Linked DNA regions of Sus scrofa: regions 2 and 3 are each linked to region 1. A link is a contact called in public Hi-C and HiChIP or PLAC-seq data. All regions are on one chromosome and are shown on one strand. Each heading gives the region's core, a stretch centred on a gene start, on an enhancer-like site or on the middle of the called end of the contact. The rest is flanking DNA. Distances are from core to core; before and after follow the strand shown.

Region 1 (4,195 bases), core at 407-2,906:
CAGAGGTGGATCACAAATCTTCATCCTTTAAGCTATATAGTTACCAGTGTTGGAAAGAGGATTAAGATGTGGATTTGACTGGGAACTATGTCTAGTCACTTCTGATGGAGCATGATAATGTGAGAAAAAGAATATATACGTGTATGTGTAACGGGGTCACCATGCTGTACAGTAGAAAAAAATTTGTATTGGGGAAATAACAATTAAAAAAATAAATAAAAATAAAGAATATATATGTTCTTCAGAAAAAAAAAGATGTGAATTTGTTTTTCCTCTCCTGCTCCCTTCCTTCATTTTTTTCTCCCTCTCTTCCCCTCCCTTCTTTCTTTTTCTCAGTCTCCCCTTTTATTATTTATTTATTTATTTTGATTTTTAGGGCCACACCTGTGATATATGGAAGTTCCCAGGCTAGGGGTCGAATCAGAGTTACAGCTCCCAGCCTTCACCGCAGCCACAGAGGATCCGAGCCACGTCTGCACCACAGACCAGAACTCATGGCAATGCCTGATCCTTAACCCACGGAGCAAGGTCAGGGATTGAGCCTGAAACCTCATGGTTCCTAGTTTGATTTATTTCCGTTGTGCCACGATGGGAACTCCTCAGTCTCCCCTTTTAATCTTTACACACAAACACCTAGAATTTCTGTATGTCAGGTGCAAGTGCTCCACAGTTAATTTAATTCTCATATCAACTCTGTGAAGTAGGAAGTTTTATCAACCTTATACAGGGAAGAAAGCTGAGCCAGAAAGAGGTTAAGTAACTTGCCCAACATCAAACAACTTGCCAATGTCATTTTAACACTGGTATATGCAATAAACAGGTATTTTATAATCTATCTATATATATATATACATACGCTGTGTGTGTGTGTGTGTGTGTGTGTGTGTATTAGGGCCGTAACTGCGGCATCTGGAAGTTCCCAGGCTAGGGGTGGAATTGGAGGTGCAGTTGCCTGCCTAAGACACAGCCACAGCCAGCTTGGGATCTGAGCCGCATCTGTGACCTACACTGCAGCTCACCTCAACCCTGGATCTTTAACCTGCTGAGCAGAACCAGGGATCAAACCCACATCCTCATGGATACTTGTCAGGTTCCTTACCGCTGAGCCACAACAGGAACTCCCAGGTGAGTGATATTTTTTAGAATATTAATTTTCATTAATTTAAGCCTTCCAAACAGGCATGATCCTTTCACTGATAAAGTCAAAGTGCCATAGCTGACAGATTAGCATGGTTTATGAAAGCAGAAAAGACTGGACTGGACTGGAAGCAATGTTCCAGCTCAGGAGGTAGCATCTGGCGTCAAAGTGTCTGCTGTATCCAGGAAACCAACAAGACTTTTGTTGAGCTGAAAAGCAGGGCACACAACCGAGGGAAAACGAGGCTGAAGTCACCCCCGGCAGAGCCTTAAATGCCAGGTTGGCATCGCTCTCGGTAGGACCGAGGACCCTGCACCAGCAACTGGACCAAGGCCTCCTGGGAGGTGGACTCGGGGAGGAGGGCTCTCAATGAGGAGGTGGGGCTGCTAGCGTATGAGCGAAACTGGAGTGGGAGGGGGAGGAGGGGTTGTCCAGGGGTGGAGTTTGCGGAGAAACAGGCCTCATGGAGGGGCGGGGCTAATGGGGATGGGGCCTCTTGGTGAGCGGGCCTTGTGGAGGGGCGGGGCTCGAGGAGAGGCGGAGCCCTCGGGTAGGGCGGGCCGGGCCCTGCTGGGTCAAGGGGTCAACTCTGGTGGGGCGGGCCTGATGGGGCGGGGTCCTCAGGGGGCGTGACCCGGCCTGACCACCTCGGCGAGTCCCGGCCCGCTGATCGCCCGCAGCCCGCAACCCGCAGCCAGCTTCTCTGCTCGGTGCTCGCCAGCATGTCCTTCGTCCCTGTGGCCGAGGATTCTGACTTCCCTATCCACAACCTGCCCTACGGCGTCTTCTCCACTACAGGCAACGTGAGCTGCCATGCTCGGCTTCCGGGCGCCGGGAGGGAGGGCGTCCCCTTCGCCCAGAACCCCCACTCCTCTTTGTGGCTCCGCCCTGGTCAGATAAAGCAGGACGTTGAGCTGGTCATTTCTATGCTAGAAACTTCTTGCGAAGATCCCCAGTGCTATTTGGGGCCTTGAGAGCTGTGTCTCTCGTTTTCACCCCTGGGGGTGCGTTGGGAGGTAGGGTGGAGGCAGGGGCCTTATTCCTTTTGTGTGTGTGTGCTTTTTTAGGGCTGCACCCCGGGCATATGGAAGTTCCCAGGCTAGGGGTCTAATCGGAGCTGCAGCTGCCGGTCTACACCACAGCCACAGCCACGCAGGATCTGAGCTAAGTCTGCCACCTACATTGAAGCTCACAGCAACGCTGGATCCTTAACCCACTGAGCAAGGCCAGGGGTGAACCCGCATCCTCATGGATACTAGTCAGATTCGTTTTCGCTGTGCCACAACGGGAACTCCCACCTTTTTTCTTTTGCGTAGATCGTGGAGAGTGCTTGGTGGATTCATATTCCTCCTGGCAACCTCTAGATGTGCAAGTTATTGAAACTCTCAGCCTCAGTTTCTACAGGTTTATGTGAGAATTAAATGCAAAATAAGAGAAAACATATGAATCACCTCCTCAGGCAAACAGAGCAAGTTTGATTATTATTACAGAGGAGTTGAACTCACAGTCAACCCCAAAGTCATTTGGCTTTGTTTCCTTCCCCCAGAGACTATACGGCCAGTTGCTCAACTCCCAGGTTAGTCCCTAACCCTAGAACTCAGGAAATACTGATCAACTCAATATTTTTAGTAGCTCAGAGGGGTGAGTGCCTTGGGATCTAATAGTCTAAGAAGTCAAGTTTCTTTGCCTCCAGCTGGTCTTCTTGCAGCTCCCAGGGCTCCCTGGGCTCCCTCACTGTTCAGAAGCCCTTTGAGGCAGAGAAAGGAAATTTCGCTTTAGAGCGTGTAGTCTGCTTGGCAGAAAGAAATCTTTGAAAACTGGGAGTTTATCAACAAACATATAAGAAGCTTCCCAGAGTGGGGAAAGCAGTTTCCCTTGGATTTATTTGTATTTTTGGCTTAGATTTCTGCCCCCAACTTTCAAGGTAAAGTCTTAATTCACTCTGTAAAGCAGAGAAGCCCAGAATCTGCTTCGCCCTGTTGGCTAGATGGAGCTTCTAGCAGGAAGCCCCTTCCTGAAGAGTGGGTTCCCTGCCCCCCGTGGGTGATCATTGGCCTCAAGTACAGCATTTGCCAAGGTCTAAAAGATTCAGTGTGTGGTTGCACAACTGCCAGGCCTGGCCAGATGTTGCAAGAACACAGAAAGTTAACAGTCTCCTAGAAGTCCGCAAATGACGCATGTTAAACCTTAACCGTGTTAACCAATGTGCTCTGCTGGAGAGGAGCCCTCCCTCTGCTGGCCTCTGACACTCTGCCCTCAGCAGAGTGTCCTCGCCTTCCCTCGGGGCACAAGTCCATCAGGCAGAAGCCTTGTGAGAGGTGGGTAGGATGCTCTGAATTGCTTTTCCAGAAGACTCTGGAATGAACGCCTCTCAGAGGGTGGCTAGTAGTAGCCTTCTGACACCACATTCCTGCTGTTTCATGTTAGAATGGGCAGAGACAGCCCCTAGGGAGCTCTGGGTACCACTGTCCTCTGAAACCAGTGCTGAGGGCTGGGAGGTGGCATTCCAGAAGGCTGAGGGCCTTCAAGTGCAGCAGCCTGTGTCTGAAGCTGTCGCTGCAATCACTGGCCATTCCAAGGGTGGTGGCTGCCTCTCCAGGCTGGTCTAGTTGCCAAGGCAAAGCCTCCTCTCCTCCATGCTGGTGGCCAGCCGTTCATAGTCTTGGGGGAACAATTGCGAATCAACCCAGTTTTCCTTTTATTTTATTGTATTTTTTTATTTTTACTTTTTAGGGCCCTACGTGCAGCATATGGAAGTTCCCAGGCTGGGGGTCGAATTGGAGCTGCAGGAACTCCCAATCCAGTTTTCATTTTATTCATTCTTTTATTCAGTGAACGCTTATGAACCCCAGCTCTGGGCCTGACTCTGGGCTGGGAGTTGGAGATCAAAGACACACGAGACACCCTCCCTCCATCTTGGGTTGCTCTTGGGTGAGTAGAGCAGATCCTGGCTCTCTCCTCAGACTGGGACAGCCTGAGGAGCAGGTGCTGCAATAGCCTGGAGCCGAAGACCAAGTCGTTAAAGTCCCTGTGGTCCTAGCCCTGCCTCTGCTTCCA
Region 2 (4,203 bases), core at 988-3,487, 150 kb before region 1:
AGGCTGAGTTGCAGGAAGAAAAGGTGATGGAGAAAGGGGAGTGGTTGCCAGCAACCTTATAGTTACACAGGAAGGCCTCAAACAAAATGCAAAATAAGCCATCAATTAAAGATTAATGCATGGGATTTCATCATCTCTTAAAACATTTATAATGACGGAAGACATCTGTAATTTTAAAAGACAGTAAGTTGGAAGATATCAGAATTGAATATGCTGGATACAAATGTAAAAAAATTTGTATCCAAACTCTTCCAAGAATTCCTTTAAATCAATGAGAAAAGACAAATAATGGGAAAAGCAGCAAAGAATTGAAAGAGGCAGTTCCCTGAATAAGAATTACAAATGGTCAAGAAAGCTATGAGAAGATGCTCAACATGAAAAGATGCTTAACCTCACTAGTCATCAAGGAAACCAGAACTAGAATAAGAAGATAAATTAAATATATATATTTAACCCAGCAGAGTAGGGAAAATACGATAGATTGTTACAACCTAATTTTAGTCAGCCAGGATGTGAGAAAAAATGTGGGTATTGGAACAAGCTCTGATGGGAGGGGAACTTGGTAGAACTTGGAGGGCAAGGATCCAGTACATTTAAAACATTTTTGTACATCATGAACCAGCAATTCTACATCCCAATATCCACCCTAGAAAAGCACACGTACAGACGGGAAGATGTGATTAAAGCTATTCAATGAAGTACTGTGACAGTTCTGAAATAACTCTGGAAATAACTAAATAGCCATCAGCTAGAAATGGCCAGATATACAACAGCATGTATGTAGTACCCTTTAAAATACCTTTTTAAATACTTTTGGGTGAAAAAAAAGCAGAACAAGTACCATGTACTATTTATACAACGAATCTATAAATACTCTAAATTTTTAGTATCCTTTAGTAAGTAGTAATAAATACTATTTAACGAACAATATACAAAATTTGTTTTTGCAAAGAAATGCTATGTATATTTTCTATGGTTATTTTCAATAGGCATGTTTTGCATGTAAAATAATTGATAAGAGTGGGGGGGCAGGATTATGGGTTGAAAAGAGGTTCTTGGGGACACAGTGCTGTGAAAAAGTAAGTATTAAATGCATGGGGATGTAAAGAGAAGCATATGCATCCAGCTGGGAAAGGTAGCTCACCAACATGAGTTCTAACATAGGCCCCCTGCGTGATCTTGGCCTTTTAAGGCATTGATCATAAAGTGAATTTTTATTTGGAAATTCTTGAATAAAGTTGCTTGCTGGTGGTGCACATTTTTTTTTATCACCAAGCTTTAACAGGCAGAATGTGTTATATTAGAAAACTAAAAAAAAATCAATTCATAAACAATGAACTTGGAAAATTTTACACCTGTCTTTTGCAACTTAAATATTACAGCCTCTAGTATCAACTATACTAATTCTGCATTGTCGTGACAACCGCAGCAAGAGCTGAGTCCTAGACTAGACTCTGATTCTGAAGATGCAATAGAGAGGTGCTTTATTAGTCCCCAAACCCCACTCTTGCAATTTACACTGTTAGGAATGAAAACTAGATCCACAAGTGTTTTCTAATTATAAAGTTTTAGGATTCATTAGAGATAAGCTAGATTTCTTTTATTTTAAAAGTTTAAAACTTTTAAAACAAACCACCCAAAGAAAAGTTGATCCTTAGGTAGTTGTTTTTTTTTTTTTTTTTTCCCCAATTAGCAAGGAAACTCAATTCCTATTTCAAAGTAAATAACAATGAGGAATGTTTCCTTCACACATACCCAGCCTCCGTTTTGCCTTATCCACTGTCCTGTGTTTTTGGTGATGAACTCGGCGACAAAGTAAGAAATCTCCTTGTACGTGTCCACATCTGGGGCAATTCGCTTTCGCAGAAGTTTCTTCATGAGAATACCTTCAAATGCAAATATGGTCACAATCCTTCCCCAGTTAATGATGCCATCTTCAAATTCCTTTTCCATCACTTGATTGAATATTATTCTGGCAGTGTCTATGGACACAACATCAAAATTGTCCAAGCATGGTTTCAAATTCTTTTCAACTTCGTTTTGGACGGAGAAAGCCACGTCTCGTAACACTCTAGATGTTTTGCTTGGACCAGATCCAGGTTGTGGTATCTGCAGGACATACTTCAGATAGTCCTGGGCCAGCATGTGAATATATCCAAACTCGTCGTCAGTCATCTTCTTCCCCCCCGCAAGAGCAAAGTCTTCAGCTTATTCACCGGGAATGGACTGGGGCGATTTGAAGCAAGAGCTCGGAGGGCTGTGTGGGACGTGACACATGATGGTGTCTGGAGGCTGGTGGAATTTCTTTTTGCATCACTCGGTGGTATCCTTCCTCCTCGTCACTCTCACGCGTAGGCTGTGTGTGAAAGAGAAAGTTAAAACATGAAAGAGGAAAATATCTCCACGAGAGGCCACTTCCTCATGCTCTACGTGGCTCATTCAGCTTTAAAAAGTCTTCAAGTCAAGGATATAGAAACTAGAACCCTTACACCCTGCTGGTTGGACTGTAAAATGGTACAACCCCTGTGGAAAGTTTCACACTTCCTCTGAAAGTTAAATATAGAATTACTGCATGATCCAACAGTTCCACTTAAAAGTGTACACCCAAAAGAACTGAAACCAGGGACTCACACGAATCCTTATACATAAATGTCCACACCAGCATGTTACTGCATGATCCAACAGTTCCGCTTAAAAGTGTACACCCAAAAGAACTGAAACCAGGGACTCACATGAATCCTTATACATAAATGTCCACACCAGCATGTTACTGCATGATCCAACAGTTCCGCTTAAAAGTGTACACCCAAAAGAACTGAAACCAGGGACTCACACGAATCCTTATACATAAATGTCCACACCAGCATGACTTAAAAGGGTCAACAGGTGGAAACAGCCCCAATGGTCATCAATGGGAGTTCCCATGGTGGCTCAGGAGTTCACCAACCCGACGAGCATCCATGAGGACGCAGGTTCGATCTCTGGCCTCACTCAGTGGGTTAAGGATCCGGCGTTGCTGTGGCTGTGGTGTAGGTCGCAGATGCAGCTTGGATCTCCCATTGCTGTGACGTAGGCCGGCGGCTACAGCTCCGATTCAACCCCTAGCCTGGGAACTTCCATATGCTGCAGGTTCGGCCCTAAAAAAAGAGGCAAAAGCATGTTCATCAATGGATGAAAGGATAAACACATTGTGGGACATTACTCAGCCACAGCAAGGAATGAAATGCTAGTGTGTGCTACAGCATGGATGAACCTCAAAAACATGCACCGAATGAAAGGAGCCAAATACAAGAGGCCACCTACTATGTGATTCCATTTATGTGAAATATCCAGAATAAGTAAATCCACCGAGATAGAAAGCACATTGGTGATGGCAGGGGACTGAGGGAAGAGGGGAGTAGCTATTTAGCAGGCACAGGGTTTGACTATATTTTGGAACTGCAAAGAGGTGGTGGCTGCACAACATTGTGACAGTACGAACCGTCACTCAATTGTTCCCCTGAAAAATGGGTCTTTTTGGAGCTCCCAACATGGCTCGGTGGAAACGAATCTGACTAGTATCCATGAGGACACAAGTTTGATCCCTGGCCTGGCTCCGGTGGTACGGTGAGCTGTGGTGTAGGTCGCAGACACAGCTCAGATCCTGTGTTGCTGTGGCTGTGGTGTAGGCCAACAGCTACAGCTCCAATTCAACCCCTAGCTTGGGAACTTCCATATGCTGCAGGTGCGGCCCTGAAAAGACAAATAAGTTCATTAATTAAAATGGGTCATTTTACATTATGCGAATTTCGCCTCCCAAAAAAGGTCTTAAATGCAGCCCAGTGGCTCAACTGTATTAATGACCATTTGGAATGGAGATTGGCAAACAGCCAGGTAACAGGGACCAGGGCCTCTCGTTGCTTGGGCAGTACTGCCCTTGACACTTTGGTACCTGAGTAGGACGATATAGGGAGGGGATTAAAAAGTATCACTTTTGTTCCTCACCCCCCATTTCACTAGAACTCCCGGTAGAAAACAAAATCCTGCTCTAAGCCAGTGCCTCTAATTCCTGCTCTTAAATCAGCCAAATTGTCTAATGTGTGGTTAGAAATTCAGGGCCAGAAAGAAGGCTAGACTTGGATTCAGAGGCCCCTGCTTCATTCCTACCCACCTCCCTGAGCCCTTATTCACTGTGTGCCTTTATTTTACTTACTCATCTGTAAA
Region 3 (4,224 bases), core at 1,239-3,738, 170 kb before region 1:
CACAGCTCTTTAACCCTCACAATAGTCCTGAAAGGATATCATCCCTTTCACAGAAAAGGAACCGGATAAGGGAGCAGAACGATGAGGAGACATGTCCAAGGCCTTATGCAGCTCAAATGCAGTGGAGTCAGATTAAATCCAGATATGCATAGTTCTAAAACCCGTGTTAAACTGTGTCTTTCCCTCTCTTGACAAAATATTTCTGCACATGTTCACACATTCTATCTTCCCTTCACCTGACAAAACTCATCTCGTACTTCCAAACATATCTTAGACATCTTCCTACAGAAAGCCTTCTCATTCCTCCTCCCCTAAGCTACTAGGGGAATTTTGGTGTTTATGTTTCTAAAGCCTTGGTGTTTATGTTACCATGTATCTGAAAGTGCTGCAATTCTTCATTCACATATCTGTTTCCTCTTCTAGACTCTCTGTTCCTTTAGAGCAACAATCTTTTTTTTTTTTTTTTTTTTTTGTCTTTTTGCCATTTTCTTGGGCCGCTCTCGCGGCATATGGAGGTTCCCAGGCTAGGGGTCGAATCAGAGTTGTAGCCACCAGCCTACGCCAGAGCCACGGCAACGCGGGATCCAAGCCGTGTCTGCAACCTACACCACAGCTCATGGCAACGCCGGATCGTTAACCCACTGAGCAAGGGCAGGGACCAAATCCGCAACCTCATGGTTCCTAGTCGGGTTCGTTAACCACTGCGCCACGATGGGAACTCCAATCCTATCTTTTTTTTACCCCAACCCAGTACAAAGCAAAATATAGACTAATGTAGGCCTTCAATATATGTGAACTAATTAGCTAAATTTTAAGCACCTGGAGAGTAAGGCTAAGCTCCTATATTTCTCTATATCCACTAAAGCAAGCAATACTTTCTTCATAATAGCTTTAAAAATTCCATTTGAATAAATATACTAACATCTGCATAGATCACCTCCTGCACACCTATGCATACGAAGAGTGAAGTGAAATGCTTGTATTTGCTTTTATGGCTTTAACCCATAGGATCCTTGAATTTGAGAAACTAATGAATGATAGAATAGTGAAGAGCAATTAAAAAATTCTTAGGACAGGAGTTCCCAACGTGGCTCAGTGGTTAATGAACCCGACTAGTATCCATGAGGACGAGGGTTCGATCCCTGGCCTTGCTCAGCAGGTTAAAGATCTGGCTTTACCCTTGTAGGTTGAAGATGCGGCTCAGATCCAGCACTGCTGCGGCTGTGGTGTAGGCAGACAGCTACAGCTCAGATTTGACCCCTAGCCTGGGAAATTCCATAGGCCACAGGTGCGGCTCTAAAAACACAAAAGATCAAAAAAAGAAAAATTCTTATGCCATATCTAATTTAAGGGAACATCAAGGAAAAGGGCTCTCCTGCTAATTTCCGAATACAATATTGGGATCTATATGAGAGACAGGATGTTGGGGAAGACAGGAAGACAGATCATTAGTTTATCCCAGAATTACTAATATTTACTTATTCACAGGACATCAGTTTTTTCCCCTCGGATGTCCAACAAAAATCAGTCTCCCAGACATTTTCTAGAACATACTCTCAAGACAGGATCTGATTGCCATTTTACTGATAAGAAAATTGGCACTACATAAACAGACTGAAAATATAATTCAAGTTGGTCGGCAAAAGTAATGAAACCGAGTATGACAACCGACAAGGAACCCGATTCATTCTCCTAATTTCCCTCTTCTGCTTCCTATCTTCCCAGGGAGCCTAAGTATGAGACTCGGTTCTTTCTTCCACTAATTCGAAAAAAGCATGTAATTTCACCTACTGCGGGCAAGAAGGTTAGGCCCTAGGGTTACTGAGAAAGGGCCCAGCCCTCCACACGCTCAATGAAGTGCCGGCAGCACTGGGCTTCAGTCCTGTTACACCTCTGCATCCTTTCTTGCGCTCCATCGTCTGAAATAACTGCATCTTTCTCTGGATATTTTACTGATACTACTGGACTCTTCTTTGTAATTGAGACTCACTGAAGGCACCTTGGCGCTCAGGGGTTCACCTGTCTTCCCCTCCAGATCTTTCAGTTCTCACGCTGCTCGTACCTCAGCAGTCTGTCACCCATTTCCATCCTCTCCCTCCAAAGCCCCATAACTCCCCACGCCGCGGTCAACCCCACGAGCCGGTGCCCAAGAGCAACCAGACGCCCACAACCGGACATGCGCACACTCAAAGGACTTTGCACGCGTTTGCGGGACGTGCGCGCGCCTGGCGGACGTGCGCGCGACAGAGGCTTGCGCCTGCGCAGAGACAGAGGCCTGATGTTGCCTGGTCCTGGCGCTGTGGGCGCCGTCCTCGCGATCTCCCACCTTCTGGGTTAAGAGGCGGGACTGGCGCAGCCGCTCCTCGGCGCTCACCGCCCGCAGACGCTGCTTCAGCTCGGCCCGCAGGCTCCGCTTAGCGCCGCTCACGGCCGCCGCCGCCATCTCGCGGGCGCGATCTGGCCCCTTGTCCGCACGCCGCTGGATCTGCTGGCGCGGGGGAGGGTCCGGGCTCCGACGGGCGGGCCGCTCGCTTCCGGGTCGCGAGGAGCACCACGCCTCCCGCACTTGGGACCCGACTTTCGTGCAGCCTTTGCGATCTACGCACGCCCCTCCCCCAGCAGGTCGCGGTCACCGACTTCCCGGTTGCTCGCTCTGTCTGCATCCTGAACTGCTCTGCATGCCAGACCTCCTTGGGCCTGCAGTACTATTGGAAGGAGTACTATAAACGCCACTCTTGATTCCCTACGTGCCATGTGTCATGTAGTACTGGGACTGTCTGGGGCCTGAAAAGGCTTAGGCAAGCCACAAAGAGAATGTGGGCGATAGACAGTCCTACTAGTTACAGGGAAAATTACCTTTATTTATTCATTTATTTTTCTGTAATAACACCTTCCTCTTTTTCTTTTCCTGTAGCTGGGAGGGAGTTGGTTTACTGCTGATGGGTGGGACAGATCACTGATGAAGCAAGTGACCTTCCCTTTACTCGCAGCTTCTGTCTTCTGTTCACGTCTAGATTATTTAGGGATTATTTAGGACTGAAAGTAAGTCCATTACAGGGTTAAAGTCCAACAAGATTTTCACTGTGGAATAACTGGAACTTGCTCCTACTATAAAAGTTCTATTCCTTCAGAAACAGATGATTATGGAATTCTCGTTGTGGCTTAGTGGAAATGAATCTGATTAGTATCCATGAAGATGCAGATTCAATCCCCTGACCTCAATCAGTGGGTTACAGATCTGACAGATCTGATGTTGCCAAGAGCTGTGGTGTAGGTCACAGACACAGCTTGGATCTGGCGTTGCGTTGTGGTGTAGGCTGGCAGCTGCAGTTCAATTTGACCCTATGGTGGGAACCTCCATATGCCCTGGGTGTGGCCCTAAAAAGACACAAGGAAAAAAGAAACATGATTAGGAGCGGAGACCCGAGACTTTTTTCCTTGCAGGGTCTGTGATCTGAATTGGGAGAAGAGAAGGTGGTAACTTAAGGGAAGAACTAGGTGTGGAGGAAGGCTCTTTTATGTCAGTTTTACCCCTGACAATGTTCACACTCGGTAATCTGAGGAAAAGGTGAGAAAGCTAATTATTTGGTGGATAAAGAAAATAGACTTTGAAGTTGTTGGACGTTTAGAGGAAATATAGAAAGTTTATGTGAAAGTTTATAAGTTTTATGTCAATAAATCAACTTTACTAAAATCTGTATGGGAAAAGAGGCATGGAAGAATAGCTAGGAAAACACTGAAAATGAAAGACCACAGTGGGGAACTAGCCTTTCCAGGCACTGAAACATATTATAAAGCCTCTATAATTAAAACAGTGTGATACTGCCACTTGAATATACAGTGGACCAGTGCAATAGAATAGAAAGGACAGAAATAGGCATACAGTGGACTTCCTAGCCTCCAAACATAATCACAAGAGCCAATTCTTTATAATCTTTCTGTAGGTAGATATTGTCTGTTGCTACTGTTGTGGTGTATATGTAACCCCAAAAATATGAGCAATGAAAGAAAAGTAAATTGGACTTCATCAAAATTAAGAACATTTGGGAGTTCCCATCGTGGCTCAGTGGTTAACGAATCTGACTAGGAACCACGAGGTTGCCGGTTCGATCCCTGGCCTCCCTCAGTGAGTTAAGGATCCAGCGTTGCTGGAGCTGTGGTGTAGGTCACAGACACGGCTTGGATCCCACGTTGCCCTGGCTCTGGTGCAGGCCGTTGGCTACA

What was found. Hi-C and Micro-C count contacts between places; a contact is called where the count stands out from the background. HiChIP or PLAC-seq counts read pairs in DNA pulled down with a chosen protein or histone mark.
Region 2: an H3K27ac HiChIP or PLAC-seq map of alveolar macrophages shows a contact between it and region 1. The contact joins the promoter of BCL2A1 here to the promoter of FAH in region 1. A contact is called at or near these places in 2 of 2 datasets of contacts at active chromatin or transcription factors (alveolar macrophages and skeletal muscle).
Region 3: a Hi-C map of skeletal muscle shows a contact between it and region 1, with 4 times the contacts expected there. The contact joins the promoter of LOC102167410 here to the promoter of FAH in region 1. A contact is called at or near these places in 3 of 5 promoter capture datasets (fetal liver, fetal skeletal muscle and liver), 11 of 47 Hi-C or Micro-C datasets (alveolar macrophages, epiblast stem cells, heart right ventricle and 4 more) and 2 of 2 datasets of contacts at active chromatin or transcription factors (alveolar macrophages and skeletal muscle).

Annotation. Positions count from the first base shown.
Region 1 is chr7:49,046,177-49,050,371 of Sscrofa11.1, forward strand. FAH (fumarylacetoacetase) reads left to right here and starts at 1,657. Exons shown (of 14, transcript XM_003356648.4): 1 at 1,657-1,941. The coding sequence starts at 1,861.
Region 2 is chr7:48,895,430-48,899,632 of Sscrofa11.1, forward strand. BCL2A1 (BCL2 related protein A1) reads right to left here and starts at 2,238. Exons shown (of 2, transcript NM_001164511.2): 1 at 1,756-2,238. The coding sequence starts at 2,175.
Region 3 is chr7:48,870,962-48,875,185 of Sscrofa11.1, forward strand. LOC102167410 (5-formyltetrahydrofolate cyclo-ligase) reads right to left here and starts at 2,489. Exons shown (of 6, transcript XR_002345772.1): 1 at 2,327-2,489.